2 separate regions of the Mus musculus genome follow, and region 1 is linked to region 2. The links are chromatin contacts, called in public HiChIP or PLAC-seq maps. All regions are on one chromosome and are shown on one strand. Each heading gives the region's core, a stretch centred on a gene start, on an enhancer-like site or on the middle of the called end of the contact. The rest is flanking DNA. Distances are from core to core; before and after follow the strand shown. Region 1 has its middle 35 kb from the start of Gm34672. Region 2 holds the start of Gm34058 (a long non-coding RNA gene).

Region 1 (6,022 bases), core at 2,840-5,339, 600 kb before region 2:
TGGGAAGCAAAGGAGAGCTCTCTATGAGATAAGAAGCATGCATTTCTGGTTTCTTACTTGGTGGACAGACAAATGCCTTGGGAAGTGGGTTAAAAGTTTACCAAAATACACTTGGGTTATCTGCTCAATTTTAGATACAGGATCGATCAGTCTTAGCAGAGCATTTCAGAGCTTCAGGAAGGCTCTCACTGGCTTAATACAGTGATGAAGACAAAAGCCAGACCCCAGGAGGGGTCAGACAGAGCGATCCAATTAACATCTGTTAGGAGTGACTCAGCTCTGGCTTCAAGGTTAGCTTGTTGCTGATGTCAATGTGTCAGAACCGAGATGGTAATCACTGACCCCGAGCCCCTGAAGCTTGGCAGGCAGCTGTGGCAGCTGCGGGAGATAAGCAGCTTTTTGCTGAGGTAGCAGATTCCTGTTGGAATGTATACTTTCTTACTAAAAAAAAGTAACAAAACAAAACAAAAAAAATGGACCCAATACCAAATCCAAGTCTAGGTTAACCTTGGTCCTGCCGAACAGAGAGAGCCAAGACACACTCCCTTCTCCCACCCTTCCTCCTCAGGCCTCTGGCAATGTTCTCTTTCACTGATTAATCCTGAAGACAAAAGAGAATGAGGTAGACAGTGGGTAAAGAAGAGCGATCTGGTGTGGCTGGTCAGCAGAGGGGTCTGGTTATTAAAGCAAAGGTTTTAGATGGTATGCACCTTAGCTAGGTACATAACCTAGCCTACATACAAGATACACACAAGCTGAAACGACTGTGCATCTAAGTGTTTTCCCGACTTCAAATCAGAAAGATATTCTTTCTCTCTCTCTCTCTCTCTCTCTCTCTCTCTCTCTCTCTCTCTCTCTCTCTCCCTCCCTCCCTCCCTCTCCCTCTCCCCCTCCCCCTCCCTCTCCCTCTCCCCCTCCCTCTCCCTCTCCCCCTCTCTCCCTCCCTCCCTCCCTCCCTCCCTCCCTCCCTCCCTCCCTCCCTCCCTCCCTCCCTTCCTTCCTTCCTTCCTTCCTTCCTTCCTTTCAGACAGGGTTTCTCTCTCTGGTTAGCTTGGAACTCACTCTGTAGACCAGGCTGGCCTCAAACTCACAGAGATCCACCAGCCTCTGCCTCTCAAATTGTGGGATTAAAGGCATGTGCCACCCCATGCCTGGCTGAGGGGTCTGTAGATCTAGAGTTGGATTTATATATTTTTTAAAAAGCAAACCCCCAAAACATAGAACTAAGCATTGTTTCCATCGCAGTGGGCAGCTCTGGAGCAGCAGCAAATGGCTGCCCGTAGCACCACCTTGGGGGGAAGAGAAATGTCTGTCTATTCTGCCCCCTTCCTTCCTGTGCATTCACAATACCCATTATTACTCAATGAAAATACCAACACCAATACCAAGGAGCCACCATGTGGTTGCTGGGATTGGAACTCCTGTGTGTTCTCTCTCAAAGAGCAGCAGACTGGAACTGCAGTTAGTAGTGAGGCAGAGGATGAGTTGGTGGGGGGGGTTGGGTCTCCATGGGGGGCCTTTAGAGGCTCTTTACAAGGACAGGGGCATGGAGAATCTGTTCTTTTTTTCTTTTCTTTTCTTGTGAGAATCACCTAGCACACACCTCCCTTATGAGATGCAGGTGACAATTGCGCCTCATTTGAGGGGCGATTTTGTGTTAGTTGAGACTGACTTTTTTTTTTTTTCTGGTTTTTCTTGGCTTTTAACTGGGACATGTAAGCCAAGATCCTGCGAGTAGCAGCACTCTGTCTCCTCACTGGCCCCAGACTGTGGAGACTGGCATGTATTTAGGATGCCATAGATCAGTGGTGGCAGGGTTGGCAACAGGAAGGGAGTTCGATACTGTCTACAGATGAAAACGACCAACAACAAGGTGCACATGAGAGGGAATCATACTCAGGGGATAATGAAATCCACAAGCCTTGGCCAGCTGGCAGGGTAGGTGGCGTCCTAGGAGGGCATTGTGTGGGCGAGGAAGAGCGCTGGTGTCAGGGTGGCCTGGTGTTGGGGGAACACAACCCTTTAGTTGCTGGTTGTTTATCTTCATAACAATGTTTACTGGGGTCCTCCAGTATTTTTCTGATGGGAAATATTGCCATGCAGAATAAGACCTTCAAGGAAAAGATGCACACCTCTGAGCTTTCAGCACGCAACTGGTTTGTAAGGTAGATTTCCCGCCATACCTGGCGATCCTTCCTCACCTCCTTCTTTTTCCTTTTCTCTCTTCATTTCTGTATCCACCTCTCTCTTTCTCTCTCTCCCAGTCCCCCTCCCCCTCCCTCTCTCCCTCCCTCCCATCTTTCTTCCTTTCTCTCTTCCTTTCTCTCTCTTCCTTTCTCTCTCTCTTCCTTACTCTCTCTTTCTCTCTTCCTTTCTCTCTCTTCCTTTTTCTTTCTCTCTCTCTCTCTTTCTTTCTTTCCTTCCTTCCTACTTCTCTATCTCTCTTTCTCTCTTTCTTTCTCTCTTTCTTTCTTTCTTTCTTTCTTTCTTTCTTTCTTTCTTTCTTTCTTTCTTTCTTTCTCTCTTGCTATCAAGCATCAAAAACAGTTGGCTGTGACAATGCCTGGCCCGGCCCCGCCTTTACTTCTTTCTTTGAGAGTGGGTTTTACTGATCTGCCTAGGCCAGCCTTGAACTTAGGATCCTTCTGCCTCAGCCTTCTAAACAACTGGGATTACAGATCTTCAACAGGAACCTGGCTACTTTTCAGCTCCTAACTGGTCTGTTTTCCCTATGGGGACCATTCCAAGTGTGTGCTCTGTGTGGAACAGAGAGCACATGGATGAGAATCGGCAGTTCACAGAATTCTCTTGGTGTTAGTCTTCATAGGACATAAAGCTCACCCTCCAAGCTGTGTGGAGGGGCTTTCTCCCAGGGCCTCTCTAATCCTGAAGTTAAACATTCTGGCCTCCACTAGGGGCTTCTTCTACCAGGCCCTGTAAGAGTGAAGACACCAAAGACAGTGTTAACAATGACGTGTGACTAGCATGGCCGGCTTTGACCACCACAACTTCACCTACTTCATTTCTGGGCTGCACTGGCTTCCCTTGGTCCTGCTTTAAAAGATCATAGGAAAGATGTTAGCTGCTGTATTGCTGGGATGGGTTTCTGTGCTGTACCAGGGCTGGGAACTAAGCTAAGCTTGGATGCAAGGAGTGACGCTGTTTGTACTTACACCATGAAGACGAGCCTTTCACAGGTAAAGAGAAACACGAGGGTTCTTGAATGCTTCCTCTTTTGTTCATTAAGGATCAAGACTTACCTTAGATTGTCAGAACGCAAAGAAAGTGGCTTAACAATCAGATTGATCTCAAGGTCTGGAAAGGCAGCCTGGCTCCCAGTCTCTCAAATTCGTGCCCCTGTGTGACAGGCACTAGGAGACAGGGAGCCCCTTAATGAAGGCTTCCCTCTGCTGTAGCCATTGCGCTACAAGCAGAGTGAAGGAGCCGATCTTTTGAATGTAACATATCAGAACACACTGTCACCCATGTATTCAGAGTTATCCAGAGCATTAGTTAACATAATGTGCATGAGTCTAGTAACTTAAGTTTGTCTTTCAGGCTTACACCCCTCTCCCCAACACACTGCTCTGAACCATGCCCAGTATTGTGAGGCTGGTCTCATGCAGCGTACTCTATAGCTCTCCACCTTAGTTTTTGAGACAGGGTTTCCGCACTGAACCCAAATCTTGACATTGAGTTTAGTCTGGCACCTTGAGGTGACAGGCAAGTGCTGTTAACACTTGGCTTTAAGGGTGTGGGGAGATTTGAACTCTGGTCCTCATGCTTTTGTTAAGCAAACACTTTCCCACCGAGAGCCGTCTCCTCAGCCCCAGGAAATGAGTCTTACTAATCGGTAAATGATACTTCCGTTCATGACTCGAGTTGTACTGAGATTTATGCTTGACCGGGCTGGAAGCAGCTGGAAGAAGCGGTCCTCCGCGGTGTCAGGAGTGAAGAGCGAAGCAGGAGCAGATCTTTCTGCAGGTGGGGAAGACACCGTGACATCCTCACTTCAGGGTGGGGTGATGAGCCTCAGGGCTGAGGGCTGTGCTTTACCGGTCTTTGCAGCTTGTCCATGGGAGGGCACTGGTGTTCTAGGTTGGCAGCCTGTTCTGGGGAGACACTGAGCCCACATCTTCCAGACTGGTTAACCACTCACCCCACATCCGTGGCATCAAAGATGTGCGTGTGCGTGTAGTCTTCCTTTGGGACTCTGTTCTTTTGCCCAGTTTAGTCTTCTGTGGTCTTTTGTGGTCTTCTGAGTCTATTCACGCTATTAAACCTACTGCCCTTGTGTTAAAGGGCTGAGCACTGGTGCATAGCAAACTTATGAAATGAATACAAGGAGTTAGCAATTCAGTACATCTTCGGAAGAGGAGGCAGGAACCTCTGTGGACCCCCAGAGGAAGGAACAACAATTTGCCTAGTGGGAGGAAGTGGCAGAAAGAGGTTGAGAGAGAGAGAGAGAGAGAGAGAGAGAGAGAGAGCAAATGTCAGGCTTTCTTTTTTTTAAATCTAGTACATCTCAGTTTGGATCCTTAGTTCTAGGTGAGGAAGTACCGAGGTAGGTGTGCCCAGTTATGGGAGGGACATTGAACATTCAGAACCATCGAGTGTGTCTCACAGGGTCCTTTGGCATCTGCACCTAGATACCCTCTGAGGGCTCAGTGTGTATGATCTAATAGGTACATTTGGAAAGAGATGCCTGAGAGGGTCCCTGCAGAAGTCACTGAGGGAATAAAAAAAAAAAAGAAAAGAAAAGAAAACTCGGTTCGACTTGACTTCATCAAACTGAATCAAACATCTAAAGAGTCCGATGCCTGGCAGTTTATTGGCGGCATATTTAAACAATAGAATTGGGGGAAAAGTTTCCAGGCAACACTCATTCCAATTCCAGGTGCACAATAAAGCTTAAGGCATGGCTACATAGAAACCCCTTTACAAAGTACATGTGAACATGAAGATGTATTCTAGAGCTCAAAGGCTTAGACTCTAGCGGGGTCTCTGACAGGGACAGCACAGAGGTCAGCAGGCTGTGGATTATATGTGACATCCCCTGCTAAAGATATGCTCTATTGCCTGAGAGCTAAAGGCCATGGGAGGGAACGTCTGGGATGGAAAAGTCTGGAGTGCTTGGGTGAAGTCTGCCTCTACAAATAGCAAAAGGTCTCCAGGTCATTAACAATATCCACTCCTAGCGTTCTGGGTGGAAAACAGGTTCTTCCTCATTTAAGGAGATACTCCTGCATGATTAACACTCCTGGTTTCCCTTGTCTGTGGGCAAAAAGATGTTCGTGGCCCCGGCAGATGCCAAAGACACAGCAGTGTTCAGTATACAGCTGTCAAAGTGTGTGTGTGGCAACATGGCTCGTGTAGCTGCTCATAGTGTTGGGTCACAGCATTCTGTAGATGCACCAGGTGTTATGCTCTTGATGGATCCCCATGGTAACTACTTAAAATAAGTGCGTTTGCTGCATGCCATGGGGTAGATTCCGTTGCTGTGTGGTTTGTGGATATGTGTCTTACATCCTGAGTTGGAACGTGAAGGGTCTAGTAAATACCTCACTATATCAGCAAGCTCCTGTATGGACAGAAATTGCTCCCTCAGGGCAGGGAGACCCCAGCGGTCTTAGTCTGCGTGGCAGACATTAAACCTTTTGAGTGCTATCATTTGTAAAATAAGACCTCACATCCTCAGCTAATTTATTTTTATGCTGCCTTTTTGATTGAGTTGCCGCACGAGGAAACATCGATAAAAGCATTCATTAATAAGTAGGGCTTCTCTGGTTGCATCGGGGTGGGTTGTGTCTTGTGGATTGGCACCAGGGAAACACGTGTGGTTTGTTGTGGGTTGGATATAAACTGTCTTTGTCTTTCCCCTGAAGTTCAGCAACAGTGTATGCCAGCACTGATCTGAGGCCTAGATCCAGGTTCATCTAAAGTTTGAAATTTGGCTTTTATTGAATTTTAAAAATACATTGAAACGGTGTTTTTGTATAACTTTAAGGAAAGAAAATAAAAA
Region 2 (6,655 bases), core at 1,041-3,540:
TAGCCAGCTCAATGCTGTGCACTGAGATCTCAGTTTCACTTAGCATAAACATGTATAATGCATGTGACTTCTCAGAATACGACTCTGAAGATGTTGGTGTTTTAAAAATAGCCACCAGATGCCTTCTTTTAATGTGCAGCCCGTTAAAAGAAAAGTGTCTTACTTTTGTAAATCACCCCCCACCCTGAATCGGAATTGGAGACAATTTCACTACCCCAGGGATGGACTAAATAGATCTGTCTGTCCAGCTGGCAAGCCTAAAAGGCCAGCTGAGCAAATAATTCAACATCGATAACAGAAACCACTAAACCAGTTAGAGGGAATGTGGTTAACACTTGCTAATGACCGAATCCAATAGCTTTATCATGTTGACCACTGGGGTTTGGGACCACTCCTAGCCTCTCCTAATTAGAAATTGTTGGGGAATTTTCTACACATTAGAAATGTGCAAATCTTTGTCCCTGCCCCCAATCTACTAAATTATATATCATGAACTAATGTTGTCAGAGGGATGGAAGAGAAGAATAGCTAGAAAATAACTTAGGAGGCATGTTTGACAAGATTTGGTTTTGATGGTATGTTAGATGGGATAGTGATGTTAAAGGTGACCCCCTGGGTTTCTGAGTAACAATCACCAAAACTTCTCCAGAGGAAAAGCAGCCTTCATGATCCATTTCTGCCTCTGCCTACTTTGTCCATCCCTTATGCACACTGTTCACTGGAGTTCTTTATCTAAGCTGTGTCCCTTCTTTTTTAACACCTGACTCAGTGTCTTCATCTCCCATGCATATCCACAGGATGCTCAAGGACCCAAAGATATATTGAGCCCTGTTCATCATCTTTCTCTCAGAATCTCCCATACCTTGTTGAATCTCCCAGTTGGTAGAACAGGTGTGTTATCTACGTGACAGCTAACGAGAGAGACATGAAAGCCAGGAGTTAACCTCACCCTGAGCCCCATAAACAATCACTTGCCAACTCCTAATTTTTCCCTTCCTTAGATCTCCAACATTGCCCACCTCTGCTTTTCTGTGAACCCATTGTTTCCCTATTCGTTGAGATTTTCTCCTTGATTTCTCAACCCCACTGTTGATTAACCTTACCCAGCCCACTGAAGCCCTCTGCTAAGCTCCAGTACAATGGGATGGGATGTGTCCTGAGAAGTGCAGTATTACACAGCATCATCTAATGGGTATGCATTCACTAGCTGAGGTGGGTCAGTCTCTCCGTGCAGACTCCTGATGCAGTCATACATGCATGCAAGATGTTTCCAGCTACTGCTAGGCAGCACAGCGCCCTTTTGGTGTAAGGAGGAGGGCACTCTCACCAGCAATGAAGTGTGGTATAGTTGTGTACTGCATTGGTGAGTATTTGGGTACTGCACACAGCTCTAAGATCTACACATCCATACAACAGGAAGCACAATAGGTTGGCTCCCATAAGCATCACGACAGGCAAAGGCAGTGGTGTACTAAGAAGCTGTGATGTAACCAGCTGAAAATTTCTCAGCTCCATTAAAATCTGTCTTTAAATTACATTTATTTGTTGGGAGGTTTGTTGAGGTTGCCCGCTAGGGTCCTCATGGAAGTCAGAGGATGACCTGCAGCAGTCTCATCTCTCCTTCCACCATGTAGGCCTCAGGGATTGAATTCCAGTCATCAGACTTGCATTCAAGTGCCTTTACCTGCGAGCCATCTTAATGGTCAGCATTAGAATCTTATAGGACCAATGGAGTATATGTGGCCATCATTGGTAGAAGCCTTACTATGTGCTGAGAAGCTGTGGACCATAGAGAGATTTCTAGTTAGGATGTTCACACACTGAATGCTCTTCAGTGATCCTTCCCATGTCACTGCAGACCAAGGCTCCACCCTGCCGATCCAGTCTTGCCTCCTGTCACTCACTCAATGTCTTTTGCATTCTCATCCTCTGTTAACTTTGTCTCTCTCAGTACAAATGTGAGCCAGGACCCTGTATCACATTTAGTTCATTTAGCGGGAATTTGTCTAGACACATTGTGCTTCATTTTTGGGTCCCTAATGCTGAAAGAATAAACTGGTTCATCAGCAGAGATTTAAATGCCTCTTTATGTGCAGCATTCACGGCGCCCTGGGAAGCTTACAGAATGTGACAGATAAAGCAGCTTTAGTTTTGAAGGCCCAGAAGATAACTTCAACTTTATATTCCCTAAACTACCATCATTCTCTCTCTTGCAACCCAGGAGTAGAAAGGACCATCAACTGCTATATTGGGAGAACCATTTATCCATATGGCGCTAAGTGGTTCCTGCTAAAGAATTCAGAAATAGCTGTCATTATTGAGCACCTGCTGGCTCATTCATTCCCCATTTCTGCTTGCAGTGAGTGATTTCCTCTGGGCCTGACATGGCCATTGCCATCATGAAACAGAGGCTGCAATTGTGACCTGCAGAATAACCTTGACTCCGTAGTCATGGCAATGAAATAAGCAGAACAATTCAGGGAATGTTCATGGTTTATGGTCATGGTAACAGGACTATTCCTACTTTCCGTCAGAGAAAGAGAGGGGAGAGCCATGGGAGCCTAACCAGACATCCCAACCTTCCACTTGCTTCTCAGCTACACACAGTCTTGCAGGGCGAGTAGAGTGTGTGACTCAGAAAACTCATTGAGGACAGACTTCAACCATATACTTTTCATGAGGCTGTCGCCCAAGGTGAAATGATGCTTTTTGGTGGGTCCACCTCCTCCCAAGTCACCCATACTTGTTAGTAACCCCTCACTCATAAGCCTTAAATCAGCCAATTATAAACTCATTAGCTCAATCATCTCAGCTAGGGTGGAATGATTTCTTTGATCTGCCACCAGTGCGTTTTCTGTGGCTAGTGTTGTTCACATCTCCCCAGGAATACAACGGAATACTTCACTCCCATGTGAGGAATAAAGGTTGTGTCCACTGGATTTATAACCATTGCAAGCCATTGTGGAACCCATGGGTTCAATAAACATTATGAATCTACCTCGCAATTCCTGAAACGTGGGACTCGGGTAAATGTACATTGGGAAAGTAAATGAGCGGAGCAAATAACTGGGACGTGTAGAGCTGGTATCAAATGCCAGGGTGGCTGTACTTGGCTGCTGCTGCAGTCCCACAGAGGAGTATGCTGAGCTCATGAGAAGCCAGCCACCCTCTTCTTTGTCCAACTTTTCTGTCTTTCCTAGATGTAGTTTGAAAAGAAAGGGCAAGGAAAAAAATCTGACCCATGTCACAATAGTGGAAGGGAGAAATCAAAGCATATTTATAAAGCCACGTAAACATCCAGCCATTGCAGGATAATAATGCTTCCTATTACACTGTGGGTCCAGTTTGTGTCTCTCTGTGTGTGCTGAGAGCACTGTTTTAAGGCAAAGAAAGCTAAACAGTTGAAATACCCTGACTTCACATCGTGTTTACTACTCTGTCTGTGCACGGAGGGAATGTGAGCGATTCTTCTGCAGTTTCCAGAGGGTTATCGGCTCACACAGATCCGCACATGTCAGAGAGATTTACTCCTAACACCCCTTCTGGGGAAAATTACATTAACTAAATGAGGTGAATTAGGTCCAAGTTTAGACGTTACCTATTAAACAGAATCTATTACACTGTCAAAGACACTAAATTGTCTAATCCACCATTTTAAATGTGAGAAGTTGACACTGGTTGAGGAGTCAGGTGTCCTCTACATTCATCACCCCCATGACAAAGCTACGAAACTGTCAGAGCTATTAGCTACTTAATAGCTTCAAATGCTTCATTCTGGTGGCCATAAATTGGCAAAATTATAAAACCACAATTAAAAATAAATATCTGTGGAGTAACAGAGCAGGTGCAGAAGTCTCAAGAAAAGACAGCTCATCTCACTAATCCATCATCAGCCAGTGGAGAGTGTCTGTCTGAAGAGTGGCAAGCTACGATCGTCATGTCCTGCAACAGTATTGCATAAATATCAGAGGCAGGCCTGCAACCAGAGCAGGGGGAAACTGCCACATTATGTCCAAACCTGTGTCTGCATTTCATAAAAATAAAAGTAGCTAAGTCCAGACCTAAAGAATCTTACTCTGTTGGCCTTGAAGTAAAAGCCCAAGTGGTGGCGCACGCCTTTAATCCCAGCAGTCGAGAGGCAGAGGCAGACGGATTTCTGAGTTCAAGGCCAGCCTGGTCTACAAAGTGAGCTCCAGGACAGCCAGGGCTACACAGAGAAACCCTGTCTCGAAAACAAACAAACAAAAAAAAGATGTTGAGCAAGGAAATGTAACTAGATAACTAAGCTAACTCTAAGGAGAGTTAGCTCTAAGCTAACTTCTCTAACTGTGGACCACTGCCTTAGACCAGTGTGCTCCAGTATTTTGTTCCAATTACTTTCAAGGGAACCTCATTCAGGCATTTTCTTAGCCAGGATTCTCTAGAGAAGCAGACTGATAGAACATGTTTGCGTGTGCGTGCGTGTGTGCGTGTGTGCATGCGTGCGTGCGTGCGTGCGTGTGTGTGTGTGTGTGTGTGTGTGTGTGTGTGTGTGTGTGATTTATTAAAGTGACTTACAGGCTGTGGTCCTGCTAGTTCAGCAATGGAAGACTACCAACAGAAGGTCCAAGAATCAAGTAGTTGTTCAGTCCACAAAGCTGGATGTTTGAGCTGGTCTTCCTGGAGAAGTAAGCTCTAAGCCAGTGAAGGAATGGACTTGGCAGTGAGAGAGAGACCAAGCAAGCTTCTTCTTCCGTGCCCTCTAGAAACGCTGCCAGTGGAAGGTATGGCCAAGATTTAAATGGGTCTTCCCACCTCAAATAATTCTTTCAAGAAAAATCTCTCACAAATGCACCCAGGAGCTTGGGTTTTAGCTAACTCCAGACATAGTCAAGTTGAGAACCAAGAATATGCATCCCAGGGATATTTTTCCTTAATACCTCCATGTTAATGGAATGTCAGTACATGTCTTTTAAATATGTATTATGACTTAACCGTAAAAACAAAAGAACCTTTTTGATCCATAAGAACCAATTTCTCCCCTTGAGGGCATCCTTCTTCCTTGAATGTCCAATGTCCTCCAGGTCATCCCTAATGACCTGGTTCTGCCCAGAGTGCCCACAAATCCCTTCTAGTGTGGGCATCAGGTCTCAGAATGGAGCCTGTGCAGAGATGCCATCGGACGGTGACCAGAGCCATGTGACCCTTGCAGGAGTGGCTGCATACCCTGCCAATTCTGTGCCTTCTCCCACCCTTGGTGGCTGTAGCCTCAAGGGGTAGTGTTTGCTCTGTCAATGCAAACACGTGAGCTGTGGCGTTGGCTGGTGTCTCCCTCTATGTTTTCAGAAGTAAAGATTTCTTTTGTACAGAAGCATCCACCTGAGATTAATGGGTTCTTCAACACCACTTAAAGTCTCTCCCCAATTGCTTGTGCCTGCTCCAGTTACACTGTAACCATGTGACTGCATAGGGCCGTGGACCACAGCTACAGTCTGGGAGAGAAAGGAAGTAGGACTCTACAACTGCTACAGGGATGGAAAATGAAACCTTGATAACGAAATGGGGTAAGCAATGGTTTAAGAAAAAAAATGGGCAAAGACATTAATGTTGCTGGTGTCTGCTTTGTGCCTGGGGGTGTATAAACACTTCATTTCACTCTGCCAATCCCTAGGAGTCGATACGATTCTCCTCATTCAGAAACAAACGGAAATTGTTCAGGGTAAGCAAGGGAAGCCGAATTTAAGTCTTTGTCTGTCTGCCTCAGATCTCACGTTCTTCCTCTTCCGATCCTATCCTGTTCTCATCCCAGTCTCTAGATAAATTCACCAAAATAAGCCACAAAGACTGTTAATAACAGCCATTCTGATCTAAACCTAGTGAGGTGGCCTTGGTCAAAGTTAGAGGCTGAAGGGAGTAGTGATTCACAGAGGCAAGGCCTCTAGAAATCTAGAAACTCCACAGAGTGAGTCTGCTGTGGTGGCCCATGGTTGCCATCCTAGAATTTGGGAGGCAGAGACTGGTGGAGTCAGGAGTTCCAGGCCAACTAGGGTACAAGGTGAAGTAGCCTCCAAACAGATCAAAATGTATCATGTAAAAAAAGCATTGGAAAGAAGCAAAGGGAAGAAGGGGGAAGATGGGGAGGGGATGGGGAGTGGGGAGGGGAAAGGAGAGAGAGCAGGGAGGGCAGAGGGCTAGTCCGTACCAAGCTTTAAGTATGAGGAAAACTGAGGGACCTGAATCACTTCAGGAAACATAAGCATCAGAATCTATGTGGGAGAGGTGAGGGAGAGTGACTGTGGTAAGAGGAAGCCAGGAGAGGGAGAAATGAATAACCCCAGAGGAACAGCGATCTGTTTGTCTCAAGAAGGTGGAACATACAGCCCACAGTCCTCTAATCTCTGTCTGACCTCCAGGAAATGAGGAGGGGAGAGAACAGAGGGAGTCACCCCCAGGAATCCTGAAAATGGAATCTCCTCAGAGAAAGGGGAAGTTGACCCTCCTCCTCCAGCCACAGACCTCCTGTCTCCTCTCTAGGACAAAACTCACTGTACCATTAATCCTGCAGAATGAGGAAAGGAACCCTGCAAACATGAGGCTTCTCAAAGGCACGCATGCAAGGGCCACACAGTCACAAGTGTGAGGAGACAGAGAACCATGAACAGCTGCTCTGCTGAGG

What was found. HiChIP or PLAC-seq counts read pairs in DNA pulled down with a chosen protein or histone mark.
Region 1: a contact with region 2 is called in an H3K27ac HiChIP or PLAC-seq map of SST interneurons, with 6 times the contacts expected there. The contact joins two enhancer-like sites. A contact is called at or near these places in 1 of 115 datasets of contacts at active chromatin or transcription factors (SST interneurons) and 1 of 9 other capture datasets (embryonic stem cells).

Annotation. Positions count from the first base shown.
Region 1 is chr13:59,287,393-59,293,414 of GRCm38.p6, reverse strand. No RefSeq gene overlaps it. Among named protein-coding and RNA genes, the nearest start is that of Gm34672, 35 kb to the right of the region's middle. Within about 2 kb of position 4,089, at least 10 of the 459 cell types and tissues checked have an H3K27ac peak or open chromatin away from gene starts, as enhancers often do. A contact at or near this core is called in SST interneurons, where this site is marked.
Region 2 is chr13:58,688,271-58,694,925 of GRCm38.p6, reverse strand. Gm34058 (a long non-coding RNA gene) reads left to right here and starts at 6,521. Exons shown (of 3, transcript XR_382519.3): 1 at 6,521-6,655. Within about 2 kb of position 2,290, at least 6 of the 459 cell types and tissues checked have an H3K27ac peak or open chromatin away from gene starts, as enhancers often do. A contact at or near this core is called in SST interneurons, where this site is marked.